2 separate regions of the Rattus norvegicus genome follow, and region 2 is linked to region 1. Evidence: chromatin contacts called from public Hi-C data. All regions are on one chromosome and are shown on one strand. The core of a region is the stretch at or near the end of the contact, and the rest is flanking DNA. Distances in the headings are between cores, read along the strand shown.

Region 1 (6,046 bases), core at 345-2,844:
CCCAATAAGCAAACTCCAGGTTAAACGGAAGACCATGGATCACAAAATTAGACGAGGCGGCAGAGGCAAGACTCAGCTGTCAAGAGCACACACACCGCTGTTCCAGGACCAATACCAGTTACAACCACTTGTAACTCCTACCCTCTTCTGGCCTCCACAGGCACTGTACATATACCACACATGGGTCCCTAAGTAGAAATAAAATCTTTTAAGGGGAGAAGTAGAGAGAGAAAAAAAACGACCCCAATTACCTGCTTCTTGATGATGATCTGGACACAGAACCAAAGCGTAACTCCCAGGGCACAGCCCATATATATGTAGAACCTGTTCATCCATAGGGACAGCAAAGGTGACGAGAAGTCCCACACATCCAGAGGAGGACCTGAGTTTAAAACCACACACAAAGACCCCCGTTGATGTTTTAAGAATTATAAGCAAACTTCACATTCAATGGTCTAAGAAGCATAGACCTCTGGGTGAGTTTTTTGGTTGAAACAAAGTCTCATTTTGGAGCCCAGGTCACTCTCAAACTTAAAACAATCCTCTTGCCTCTGTGTACAAATAGTGCCATGACTGACTTCTTGTTGTTGCTGTCATTGTTACTGGTTGTTTTATGACAGAGAGCCTCTCTATACAGCTATATGGCTGTCCTGGAACGCACTAGGAAAGACCAGGCTGGACACCTGCCTCTGCTTCCCGAGTGTTGGGAGTACAAGCATGTGCCACCATTTAAAAAAAAAAAATTTGTATTACTTTCAGTTATGTGTAGGCATGTATGTGTGTGTATGTGCACAGTGACACAATTTAAAAGGATTTATTTGTATTACTTTCAATTACTTGAGGGCATGATGAACCCAGAGGTGAACCCCTGGAAAAATAGCAAGCGTCCTTAACCACTGAGCAATTTCTCCAGCCCACGCTTGATTTGTTTTCATTCAGAGCCTTAAACACAGAAGCTAAAAGAAATTTTTTCAAAGGACTAGAAATCTGAAATTTATTTTCCCAGGAGCAACAGCCTCCTCCTTGTACATTCAGTAGGCTGAGGTAGGAGGAACACTGTTAATTTTTAAGGCTAACCTAGGCTACATCCGAGTTCCAGGCCAGCTTAGCCTACATAGCAATTTCCTAAGCCGCCTGGGTAGTGAGTTCCATGTGAGTTCCCGCTATACACTGAAGGCCGAGCCAGTTACTACACAAGTTGAGTTCCCCACCCGGGCTACATGGTGAGTCCCAAATTTTCCTGAACTACACAGTGCGTTCTAAGTTAACATGGAATACAAAATACGGCCCTTTCAAAAGAAAAATAAACAGAAGTAAAATAAAACGAAGGAAGGAAAAATAAGACACAATAAAAACAAAAAGTAAAACATCAGCTGCAGCTCTACAACCTATGGCCCTACGTGGGGAGGGAAGCTGTTTCCTCCTGCCCGCCCCAGACCCTGGCCAGCCCGGCCTCACCCATCCTCCACGGAGCCCGAGCCCCACAAATCGCCAGCAAACACAGAGAACCCGGGACTGAGATCAGGAAGGTCGGGTTTACAGGGCTAGGGAAGCCATGCCGCCCGCAGGCCCGCCCGCATTGGCTACAGGGGACAGAGGCGGGCCCCGAAGAAGAAGAAGAGGGAGCTAGCGGAAGCTCCAACCTCCTCTCTGATAGGCTCAAATAGAAAAGAGGCGGGACCAGAGAGAAGCCATCGATCGTAACCCTGGGAAAGATGTTAGAGCACTTCCTGTACTTCTCTGATTGGTTCAGAGTGTAAAGGGGTGGGTCTGTGGGAAGCTCCATCCAGAGCGGGAGATGCAAAAGCCAACGTGCTTCTGGCTCCACTGGGATTGGCTCAGAAGGGGAAAGGGCGGCACAGAGGGCAGTACTTTCAAGAAATCAATGACAGCCTGGCATGGTGCAGGCCATTAATCCTAGCACTCCAGAGTCACAGGCAGGCGGATCTCTGGGAGCTCCTAGTTAGTCCCCGTAATAAGCTCCAGGACATACGTATGCCAGGGCTATAAAGAGACCTTGTCTCAATAAATCAATCAATCAATCAATGGAAGAAACTAATTCAGCTTGGTGACACAGGCCTGTAATTTCATCGCTCTTGAGACTGAAACAGAAGGATCACGAGATACAGGATAGCTACTATTTAGAGTCTCACTGTGTAGCTCCGAATGGCCTTAACTTGCCTATGTAGAACAAAATGGCTTCGAATTTACAATGCAATTAGCCTGCCTCTGACTCCCAGGTGCATAAGGTGCATAGGCCAAGAGAAATTGTATTTACTTCTTTAAAGAAATGTATAGATAGAGTTTTCAGACACACCACAAGAGGGTATCGGATTCCATTGCAGATGATTGTGAGCCACCATGTGGTTGCTGGGAATTGAACTCAGGACCACTAGAACAGTCAGTACTCTTAACCACTGAGCCATCTCTCCAGCCCCTCCAAGAGAATTTTTAAATAAGAAACAGAGAATACGGAATCTAAAAAGCAAGCAAACAAACAAAACAACAGACTAAGGGCAGCCAGGTGTAGTAGCACATACTTCTAATACCAATATGGGAGACTGAGACAAAATGCAGAGGATTGGATTGCCCATGAATTAGAGATTGGCCTAGGCTATATTGTGTTCAAATAAGCAAAACAAAGCAAAACCTACAATGACTATAGTATGCAGTCTATATGTACAGTGGGCGGGCTTCTTTGCATTTTATCTGGAACAAATCGACTGTAAAGAGAATTGTTTATGTTAGGAATAAAATGTGAAGTGCATATTAGATCAGTGTCTGATAACGGTATACTGAAATACTTAAATATTTAAGAATAAAACCATATGGGGTTGGGGATTTAGCTCAGTGGTAGAGCGCTTGCCTAGGAAGTGCAAGGCCCTGGGTTCGGTCCCCAGCTCCGGAAAAAAGAACCAAAAAAAAAAAAAAAAAAAGAATAAAACCATATGATGATTTGTTTTGAAGGCGATGATGAAAAAGGTTCTCAAGCAATCGAGGCTGGCCTCGGACTCCCTGTGCTGGCGAAGATGGCCTTGAACTCTTTGTATCCTGTCTATACCTGCCAAATTCTGGCATTACAGACGATGGCCATCCCGCGGGGTAATTTGTTGTAAAATAATACAGTTAAAAGAGGGAGGATAGAATAAGAATGAAAACAGGGGGGCTGGAGAGATGACTCAGTGGTTAAGAGCACCGACTGCTCTTCCCGAGGTCCTGAGTTCAAATCCCAGCAACCACATGGTGGCTCACAACCATCTGTAATGAGATCTGATGCCCTCTTCTGGTGTGTCTGAAGACAGCTACAGTGTGCTCATATATATAATAAATAAATAAAATATTTTAAAAGAATGAAAACAGGTGGATAATTATTGAAGCAAGATGGAAGCTCGTTACACTTTTTACCTCCTTTTTCCCCTCTAAAATTCTCCTTTAAAAAGTTAAAAATGAGTGCAGCGTTTAAACTCTGCAGAACTATTCAACCAGAATACCAAGTTCCCACCGGGACACTAAACATTAGTCACCAGCCTATAGCCATGACTGGCGCAAGTAAATGACGTCACCACCGAACAGAACGCCTTCCTTTGAGGGCGGAGATGGAGGGCGCAAAAGTCACACTGCGCAGGCGTAGTTGCTTTCTTCTACCGGGTTTGTACCCACCTGACGCATGCGCAGTAGGGCAATCGGGTACGCAGTAGCTGCTGCCCCGGAGTAGGGACCGGAAGAGCCGCGCACTCTTTGGGCGTTAAGGGTTCGCGCGCCGCAGGGTCGTTTCAGCTGAGCACTTGGAGTCCCCGCGAGCTCGAGATCTGTGAGCAGCCACCATGTCGATCTTCACCCCCACCAACCAGATCCGACTGACCAATGTAGCCGTGGTGCGGATGAAGCGGGGAGGGAAGCGCTTCGAAATCGCCTGCTATAAAAACAAGGTCGTCGGCTGGCGGAGTGGAGTGTGAGTGATGCTGCGTCCAGAGTTCAGCGGACCGGCCACTTCGAGGCCTGGTCTTCTTAACCCTGGCTCTTGAGAGTACCTTTCAGGACTGGTTTGCCTGATTCGGATTGGGTTTTGGTTTGAGATTTTGTTGGTGTCATAAAAACTGCCAGCTATAAACTTCGTCAGAGCCGGGTGGGACTATGTCTGTAATCCCAGTGCTCAGGATACTGAGGCAGGAGGATTGCTGTGAGTTCCAGGTGTGTTTGACCCTGTCCTAAAAAAAAAAAACAAAGCTGCAACCACGAGGACCCCGAAATCGCGGTGGCCTCTTGGATTAATGATTAAGACGCTATCACAAAGAAAAGAAACATTGTCATTTTTCCAAGGATAGTAGTCCGGAAGCTAATCCTACACCTACGAATACTGAAATTAGTACAGCAAACGTCTCACACACACACCTCAGAATCCCCCGTTTCCCAAAGTGCGTATAATGTCTTCGCTACTGCCATCTAGGGACAGACATTCCAGGACGCAAGCACCACTCCCCACCACACCCTGAGTTTTCTTACATAAAACAATGACGTGGTTTTTCCCTCCATAGTGCAGTGGGAGAATACAGATACTGTCCTGAGTTTTCGATTGGTCCTGCGCAGGTAGTCACCAGAGAGAGAGTAATTGTGTGTGTGTGTGGGGGGGGGGGGGTAGTGATTTCTCCTTTTTCCTTTAGGTTTTAGGCTTTAGGTTTTGGGGGTGAGGGTGGGGGATTGAGGCTTGTCTTAAATTTCCCTGCCTCTACTTCCTAAATGATGGATTACAGATGTGCACCTCACACCCAGCTTGTAGCACTTCCCTTTTATCTTGTTGGCATCTTGTGTTTAAATGTGAGTGGATTTTCAGCTGTCCAGTGGATTCACATAGGACTTTCTCTCCTGCCCTTTCAAGGGAAAAAGACCTTGATGAAGTTCTGCAGACCCATTCAGTGTTTGTCAATGTTTCCAAAGGTCAGGTTGCCAAGAAGGAAGACCTCATCAGTGCATTTGGGACCGACGACCAGACTGAAATCTGCAAGCAGGTAGGTCCTGCCAGCTGCAGCATAATCCATTCTCATAATCATAGCCAACATCAGAACCACTGGTTTTCTTGGGGAGGTTTTGTTGTTTTAGATTTTTTTTTTCAAGTTAATATTATTGGGAGATTTGGGGAGGTTTGTATGGTATTTGTTGCTTTTTTTTTTTTTTTTTTTTTTTTGACCTTTGAGACGAGTCTCACTATGTTGCCCAGGCGGACATCAAACTCAGCGGATAGCTATGCTGGTAGGGAACTTCAGATTCCCCAGCGTCGTGCCACCTCACCCACATCCATTACTTCTAAATACAGTCACAAAGAAAAGAAACTTTGTGTCTTAACTACTGCCATCTAGGGACAGACATTCCAGGACCCAAGCACCACTCCCCACCACACCCTGAGTTTTCCTCACATAAAACAATGTCGTGATATTTTCCCCCCTCCAAGATTAAATGGGAGAATACAGATATGGTGGAAGGGGAGACAACACACAGTATATCACTGTGTAGCTCTGGCTGGCCTCGAACTCAGTGATACATCTGCCTCTGCCTCCTGAGTTCTGTAATTAACGGTGCATTCCACCATGCCCAACTTTTTTTTTTTAGTGTACACACACGAGTACAAATTGGTGCAAGGTGTGTAAAAGACTAGAAAATGACCACAAAACTAAAATTGGATCCCCCTGGACCCGGAGTTAGAAGTGTTTGTTAGCTCTGTCGTCTGGGTTCTGGGACTTGAACTCCAGTCCTCAGGAAGAGCAGCTGTTCCTTCTCTCCACCCCCCACCCCAGGGTCACATTGACACAAACCTTGGATTTGTTTATGCTGCTTTAATTGCAAGAAATACCAGTCACTGTTAGTAGGAGTCTACTCTCTATGCACACCCATCTTTATTGAAACAAACTAGAAAGGGGCAAGAAGTTTAAACACCTGTATTAGAACACATAGGTGGCCAAGGTGGCGAGGAGACTGCAGTGAATTAGAGCCACGTGGTGGGAAGGACGTCTTCGTACGCAAAGGAGATGCAGGAACTTCTCCAGTCCTCCCG
Region 2 (6,769 bases), core at 3,685-6,184, 530 kb after region 1:
CTTGACCACCCAGCAGTACTTCCTGCCCTGTCTATAAGTTTTTATGGTATTTTATGTTATTACAAGCTGCCCCTGGGACAGACCCCAACCCAAGAGAGACATATAAGAAACTACTTAGAATAAGACTTCCATTTGAGTAGTGGTCTAGTGAAGTTCAAGTTCCCAAGACCTCTCTGGGAACTGACATCCTACTTGGCAGAAAGAGACATGTCCGTGGATAACTGACATACTGGTTGGCAATTTTTTTTTTTTTTTTTTTTTTTTTTGAGCTGGGGACTGAACCCAGGGCCTTGCACTTGCTAGGCAAGCGCTCTACCACTGGGCTAAATCCCCAACCCCGGTTGGCAAGTTTAGACATGAATGTTAGGCAAGCCCCATCCTGAGAGACAAGTTAGGACATGAATGTTAGACAAGTCCCCTGCCACAGTTGAATACCGCAACCAACGGGAGCAGGCTAAGTGTACAACAAAGGCATGTTCCTAAGGAAATCCACATCCCTGATTGGTAGAGTAACTTGGCGTGGATACTGGGCTTAAAAACCCTGTAGGATCATACCTTGGGGTCATGATTCAGTTCCCAAATCTGGATGGTGGCCCTGGTCAATTGGGTCTGGGGCACACACGCTCAATAAACTCTCCCCATCTGACTAAGATCAGTGTTTGTGTGGTTGGTGAGGTGATTCCTGAACCCAACAGTTCCTAACCACGGGGCCATCTCTCCAGCTTCACTAGCTAGGTTATTTTTCTCTGCTTGAACTGCACTCTCCATACCCATCTGTGATGGTTTGCATATGCTTGGCCCACGGAGTGGCACTATTAGAAAGTGTGGCCTTGTTGGAGGAAGTGTGTCACTGTGGGGGTGGGCTTGGAGACCTTCCTCCTAGCTGCCTGAGGATGCTCAGTCCATTCCTGGCTTCCTTCGGGTGAAGATGTACAACTCAGCTCCTCCTGCACCATGCCTGCCTGGACACTGCCATGCTCCTGCCTTGATGATAATGGACTGAACCTCTGAACCTCAATTAAATGTTGTCCTTTATAGAACTCATGTTGGTTATGGTGTCTGTTCACAGCAATAAAATCCTAATCTCTCTCTCTCTCTCTCTCTCTCTCTCTCTCTCTCTCTCTCTCTCTCTCTCTCCCCCTCTCCCTCTCTTCAGGAAGAAGATAGTCTTCTTCTGGTCTCTTGCTGTTTACCCTCCATGCGTCCTGTCTGTCATAAGGGCACCTAAGCGTCCTCTCCACTCTGGGAGTCTGATGATCCATGAGTGCCTGGGCTCATCACTGATACCTTCTTCTAAACTAGGCCCTGTGGCAAACACCTACTAACCCCAGCTACCTGGAGCTTGAGATAGGACGACATAAATCTGAGGCTCACCTGGGCTTTACACTGAGACAAAAGTTCAAAACAACAAAAAACCAAAGAGACACGTATACAACATACATATTAGCTCAAGTTGAAATATACCCCAGGTCTCCTTTTAAGAGTCAGAAAACTGAAATACACAGGTCGAAGTTTCTGCAGTAAAAATCTTCATAGAATGTAAAACGCTTCCTCTTAGGAGTTGGTGAAATCAGAGGGGAAAAAAATTAAACTTACTAGCCAGTAGTGGTGACACATACCTTTAGTCCCAGCACTTGAGAGGCAGAGGCAGGCAGACCTCTGTGATTTGGAGGCCAGCCTGGTCTACAGAGCAAGTTCTAGGACAGCCAAGTCTACAAAGAGAAACTTTGTGTCCAAAAACACCCCACATTTAATTTACTTTGAATATGAACTATTAAAACTCAGTGGCAGCAGGATGGCCCAGTGGGTGGAGGTGCTAGCTGTCGTCTGAGTGTGACACCTGGAAACCGTGTAAGAGTGAAAGGAGAGAGCTGACCCCACAAAACTGTCCTCTGGCTGACGGAGGTGTGCGGTGGCGCACATGTACCCACGCAGGCATTGTGGACACACACGATATATTTTGAAAAATTCAGCTATCGAAACTAAGTTTAGCCTTTTCTGTTATTATCAAAAGGTTTTCTTCTTTTAAAATAAAGGTGCAAAGTCCAAGATTTCTTTGAGTGATGGCAAACAAAACAATACATATATGATCTAGGACAGTGAGCTTACGGAATGACGCAGCACGCTTAGGCATACAGAGTACTCGGAAGGTAACTTCAGGGCAGAGAATCTGAAAAAGGATGCGAACCTTTATGGAACGCTAAGCTCTTTACTCTGTTGAATACTTCTAATGTCACAGGAGAAACAGTATGAAAAGCCACTGAGCAAACAGACAGACATCCATCCTCTGGCTCCCTCTTCCCCAGGTTCAGGAGGACTTGAGCTCTTCTCGAGATTCGCAGGGGGGAGTGGCTTCTGAACTGAGGGGGCTCTCCAGGTAGGCGGTTCCTGCACAGGGCTTTCCTGTGACGGGGTCGATAACTCGGCCCACTTTGAAGATGATCTCTGCCAGTTCGTGTTTCACGTGCTTTGCTCGTGGGACGGGCAGAGCTCTGAGGAGCACGATGTCCCCGACGCTGCACTGCTGAAGGGCGTCATGAGCAAAGTAGGTTTTCCGCTTATTAAAGTACTGTGGAGAGAAGGAGAGGCGCAGATCGGTAACTCCCATCTGCGATGTGTGGTGCAAAAAGAACACCAAAAACAACTCCCAGCAAGCTGCCCCTCTCCTGATTCCTCTACCCAGCCACAGCTTTGGTTCTTCTCCCCTGGGTCTGCCCTGCCCACCCCATTCCCGATGCTGCCACTGTAGTTTAGGTCCTTATGGTTTCTACTCCACAGTTTTGCAAAAATCCCCTTCCTCACTCCTTACGCTGGTCCATATGGACTGCCTATAGTGCTGAGAATAGCGATGCATACCAACGGCAGAGGCAGGAGGATCTCTGTGGGTTCAAAGCCAGTCTAGTCTACATATGGAGTTGTAGGACGGCCAGGGCTACACAGAGTGACCCTGTCCCCAAACAAAGCAGAGCACCAAAGCACAGTGGATCCTTTCCAGTCTGTCTCCAACTGTCCTGGATTCCTTAAACTGGAATACCAACTCCCGGCCTCAATGTGTGGAACCACTCGCTTTGTCTGCAGGAGGCTATGCCCTATCACAGCTGGAAGAACCACGACAATGGATTCACCCGACCCAGGAATAGAATTGTACTGGAGGGTCAGCTCAAACGTCTCTTTACTGGGATGGAGTGTCTTGTCCTGTTCCCGTACTGTTCTGCCCAGCTAGTCGATACAGGAAATATCGGAATGAACTTGTGTGTTCCCGAAAGCCTATGAACCAGGTTACACCTACAGGTCAGCAGTGGGTGACGCAGATTGCCACAGATGTTCAACTTATCTTTTACCGACAGGGAAATGCTTTTCCGCTCAGACCCTAAAGCAATGGTTCCCCAACCTCCCCAACACTGCGATCCTTTAATACAGCTCATGTTGTGGTGATCCCCAGTCACATTATTTCTGTTGCTACCTCATAGCCGTAATTTTGCTAGTTATGAATCATAATGTAAGTATCTGATATGTGACTCCCAAAGGGATTGAGACCCACAGGCTGAGAACCATAGCAGTAGCACGTTGATGACCCATCGATGGCACTTTAAAGCAAGTGTGAATCCTCACCTTTAGTAAGTAGGGATCCAAAACAAGTCTGGTCGCTCTTACTTTAGCAGTTTTTACCATTGCTGTACCAATCACCTTCCCCACAACCCATTTGGCGTGGACGGCTGAACGGACTATTGACATTATGTGTCTGTGAGCGCCTAAAATGGAAACAAACAAAAAAAACCCCTTAAAGGTTAGTACTGTTAAGACACAGTCTTGCCCCCTTTCCCGCTATCCATTAACAAACCAATGGCTCGGTTTCTTTTTTCTTAAGTTTACCTTTCTCCACTGTAGCCCAGGCTTGCGTTAAACTGGGAGAGCCTTCTACATTAGCCTCCCATGAGCTGGGCTGGAGAGACAGATGCCTAAGCAGCTAAGCATTGGTTGCTCTTCCAGAGGACCTGGGTTCAGTTTTCAGCACCCTTATGGTGGCTCGAAACCTTTGCAGCACCAGTTCCAGGGGATCCTCTGAAATTACACACAGGCTGGTACCACAACACCCCATTTAAACCAGCATTCTGGTGGTTAGGGCTTACCAAGAGAATTTCGTTAGGAGCAATGCCCGTGTCCAGCAGTCATTTTTCTACTTTTCTGAAACAGCCTGGTTAAAGATGCTTACAGGACTTATCTTTATAATGTTTACAAAGTAGAAAATGAATTTAACCTTCAGATTCCCTATACAGAAAGTTAGGAATAACATGGCCTGAGTAAAGGTGTTTTGAGGAACTATTAGTGTGCAAGCACACAATTAAACTGGTCACACTGGCGTCCCTCTCTCCAAATGAGGAAGGATACAGCGGGAAAATAAACAGTTAAGGGTCCCGCCTCAGTGCGGCTCTAACCTAATCATCCGGAAAATTCCCCTGCTACCGATCACAGATGCTCTACAGACCAAAGCTCTTCTACCTACAGGTGCCTACTAGATCACTACAAGTCACCTTATTTACCCTTTACCCACTATTCTTTATTCTGTAACCATTTAGAAACACCTCGTCCGTGTCACTTGGTGTCCTTTCTTGGAACTGGTTCCCAATTAGGGAGTATTATAATAAACGATGCTGTTTGAAGCGCTCAACTCCCGAGTCTGCGAGGTTTATTTCTTGTCGTTAGCAGGGCACGTTCTCGAGGTCACAGCATTTATTGCAGTTCTCTGTCTCAATTATAGACAATACAGCCCGCTACCACACACACAAGAGCTCACTGCAAGACCTCGGCCGGTCAGCCAGCTTCCTGTACAGGAACAACGAGACTTTGACTCGGAGCCGCTTTGGGAATCATTTGCTACCGAAACCACCAGGGAGAGTAACAGGAGACGTAGCACTGCCGAACCCAATACCCAGATCCGTAGCCCTCGCTCACCTCCAAAACCTACAACTCGGACCAAGGCCGGAGGAGCCTGGGCGCAGCATGATGACGCACATGGTGCGCTAGCCCCACCCCTCCCTTTTCCCAGGCGCCAGTCCTGCCAGTCTTGGGCGGGGCTAAAGATAAGACCCCGCCCAATCTATTTGAAACCGCACCTTGGGCGGAAGTCCTGGGGTTAAGTGTGTCCCGCTTAGACTTTTTCCATAGGCACTGCTGGAGATGCGCAGGAGGATCCTACCTTTTCCTATTTAATTTTGTTTCTTGCTCCTTTGATTTCCCAGGAATAGCCTGAACATGTTTTCAAATCAAAGGACCTTGTATTTGTCACAGAAACTCCTTTTCTTATTTTTAACAGTCTCACATTGTACATTTGGCTTGCCTCTGCCTTTCCAGTGTTGGATTACAGACTTGATTTACAATAATTTCTAATGTCTTGTTGCGTAGTGTAATATTTGCATACGTCAAAGTAGCAGATACAGGTGCTTCTGAATATTTTTAAGGCAAAGATGTGGTAAGCGTATGGATATGCCAGCTACCCTGACGTTGCTGTCTGTGTGCGCTGCAATATCACACTGTATCTCATAAATATGTATAATATGCAGGTCAAAAAATGTTAATATTAAAGGTGGACGCGGTAATACAGAAATACAGCCAGATGGCCAAGGGCTTTTCTTTCATGCACCGTGTTCTGGAAACGATCCCCAGTATTAAAATAAGAACAATAAAACAAAACATCAATCTGTCCAGCCCATTTTTTTTTTTTTTTGGTTCTTTTTTTTTTTTCGGAGCTGGGGACCGAACCCAGCCATTTTTTTTTTTTAGCAAACATTTATGGAACATACATTATAAGGATCTGTGTTAAGTATTGTAGGGAAAAGATTAATAAAAGGGAGCCTCGCCCACAAAACCACAAACCAGGTATGAAATAGGTAGTAGAAAAGTGTAAATACAGAGAACATATCTTTACACACACACACACACACACACACACACACCACACACACACCCTTCGCCACCACCTGAAGGTTTCTTTACACACACACACACACACACACACACACACACACACACACACACACACCCTTTGCCACCACCTGGAGGTTATTGTTTTTTCCTGGTTAAAGCTGAACTGGAGTTCCTCTCCAAAGGATGGTGGCAAGGCAGTTTCCATAAGAGCAGTCCCCAGTTCCCAGTTGACCTCAAATTGCTCTGCTTGGGTCTCCAAAGAAAGATACATTGAATTTCCCGGGCAAATTAGTCCATGGGATTTATAAGAGTTTCCAATTCATCAGTGCAAAGGCTGTGAGAAGAGAGGGATGTTCTATTTAGCTTTTCCAATTAAGGAAATGTGTGTGTGTGTGTGTGTGTGTGTGTGTGTGTGTGTGTGTGTGTGAAGGTTTAACTACGTATCCTGCACTGCCCTCAAACGCTCAGCGATCTTACTATCTCCACCTCCTGAGTGCCTGGCTTAGTCAACTATTTTAAAATGTAAAGTGTATTTTTATTCTGCTAGAGAGCAGAACAAATTTTAATTAGTATAGCAAACTATTAAGTTCCATAAATATTTATTAGTCTAGGCTAAAAATCTTATGTCCTTTAAAAAAGTATTAAGACTAAATATAGGAAAAACTTTAAATAAAGCACAAAATGACTAACATTTGGGAATTATTACTCTGTTTATTCTATTTTATCTAACTGGCTATATTACAGTGTCACCTTGTTTAATCAATATCCATACAATTAAACAGTATTATAGAATACATTTAAAGGTTAGTAATTATATGTTAATGCCACTTTACATTGTTATGGT

Evidence for each region. Hi-C and Micro-C count contacts between places; a contact is called where the count stands out from the background.
Region 2: a Hi-C map of mammary epithelial cells shows a contact between it and region 1, with 4 times the contacts expected there. The contact joins the promoter of Mrps17 here to the promoter of Tyw1 in region 1. A contact is called at or near these places in 2 of 12 Hi-C or Micro-C datasets (mammary epithelial cells and psoas muscle).

What each region holds. Positions count from the first base shown.
Region 1 is chr12:32,052,860-32,058,905 of GRCr8, forward strand. It overlaps Tyw1 (tRNA-yW synthesizing protein 1 homolog), which reads right to left and starts at 1,595. Exons shown (of 16, transcript NM_001107137.1): 1 at 1,459-1,595; 2 at 252-382. The coding sequence starts at 1,462. It overlaps Sbds (Sbds, ribosome maturation factor), which reads left to right and starts at 3,798. Exons shown (of 5, transcript NM_001008289.1): 1 at 3,798-3,952; 2 at 4,877-5,006. The coding sequence starts at 3,825.
Region 2 is chr12:32,582,878-32,589,646 of GRCr8, forward strand. It overlaps Mrps17 (mitochondrial ribosomal protein S17), which reads right to left and starts at 4,935. Exons shown (of 3, transcript NM_001105923.1): 1 at 4,584-4,935; 2 at 3,613-3,752; 3 at 1,758-2,569. The coding sequence starts at 3,735. The coding sequence ends at 2,309.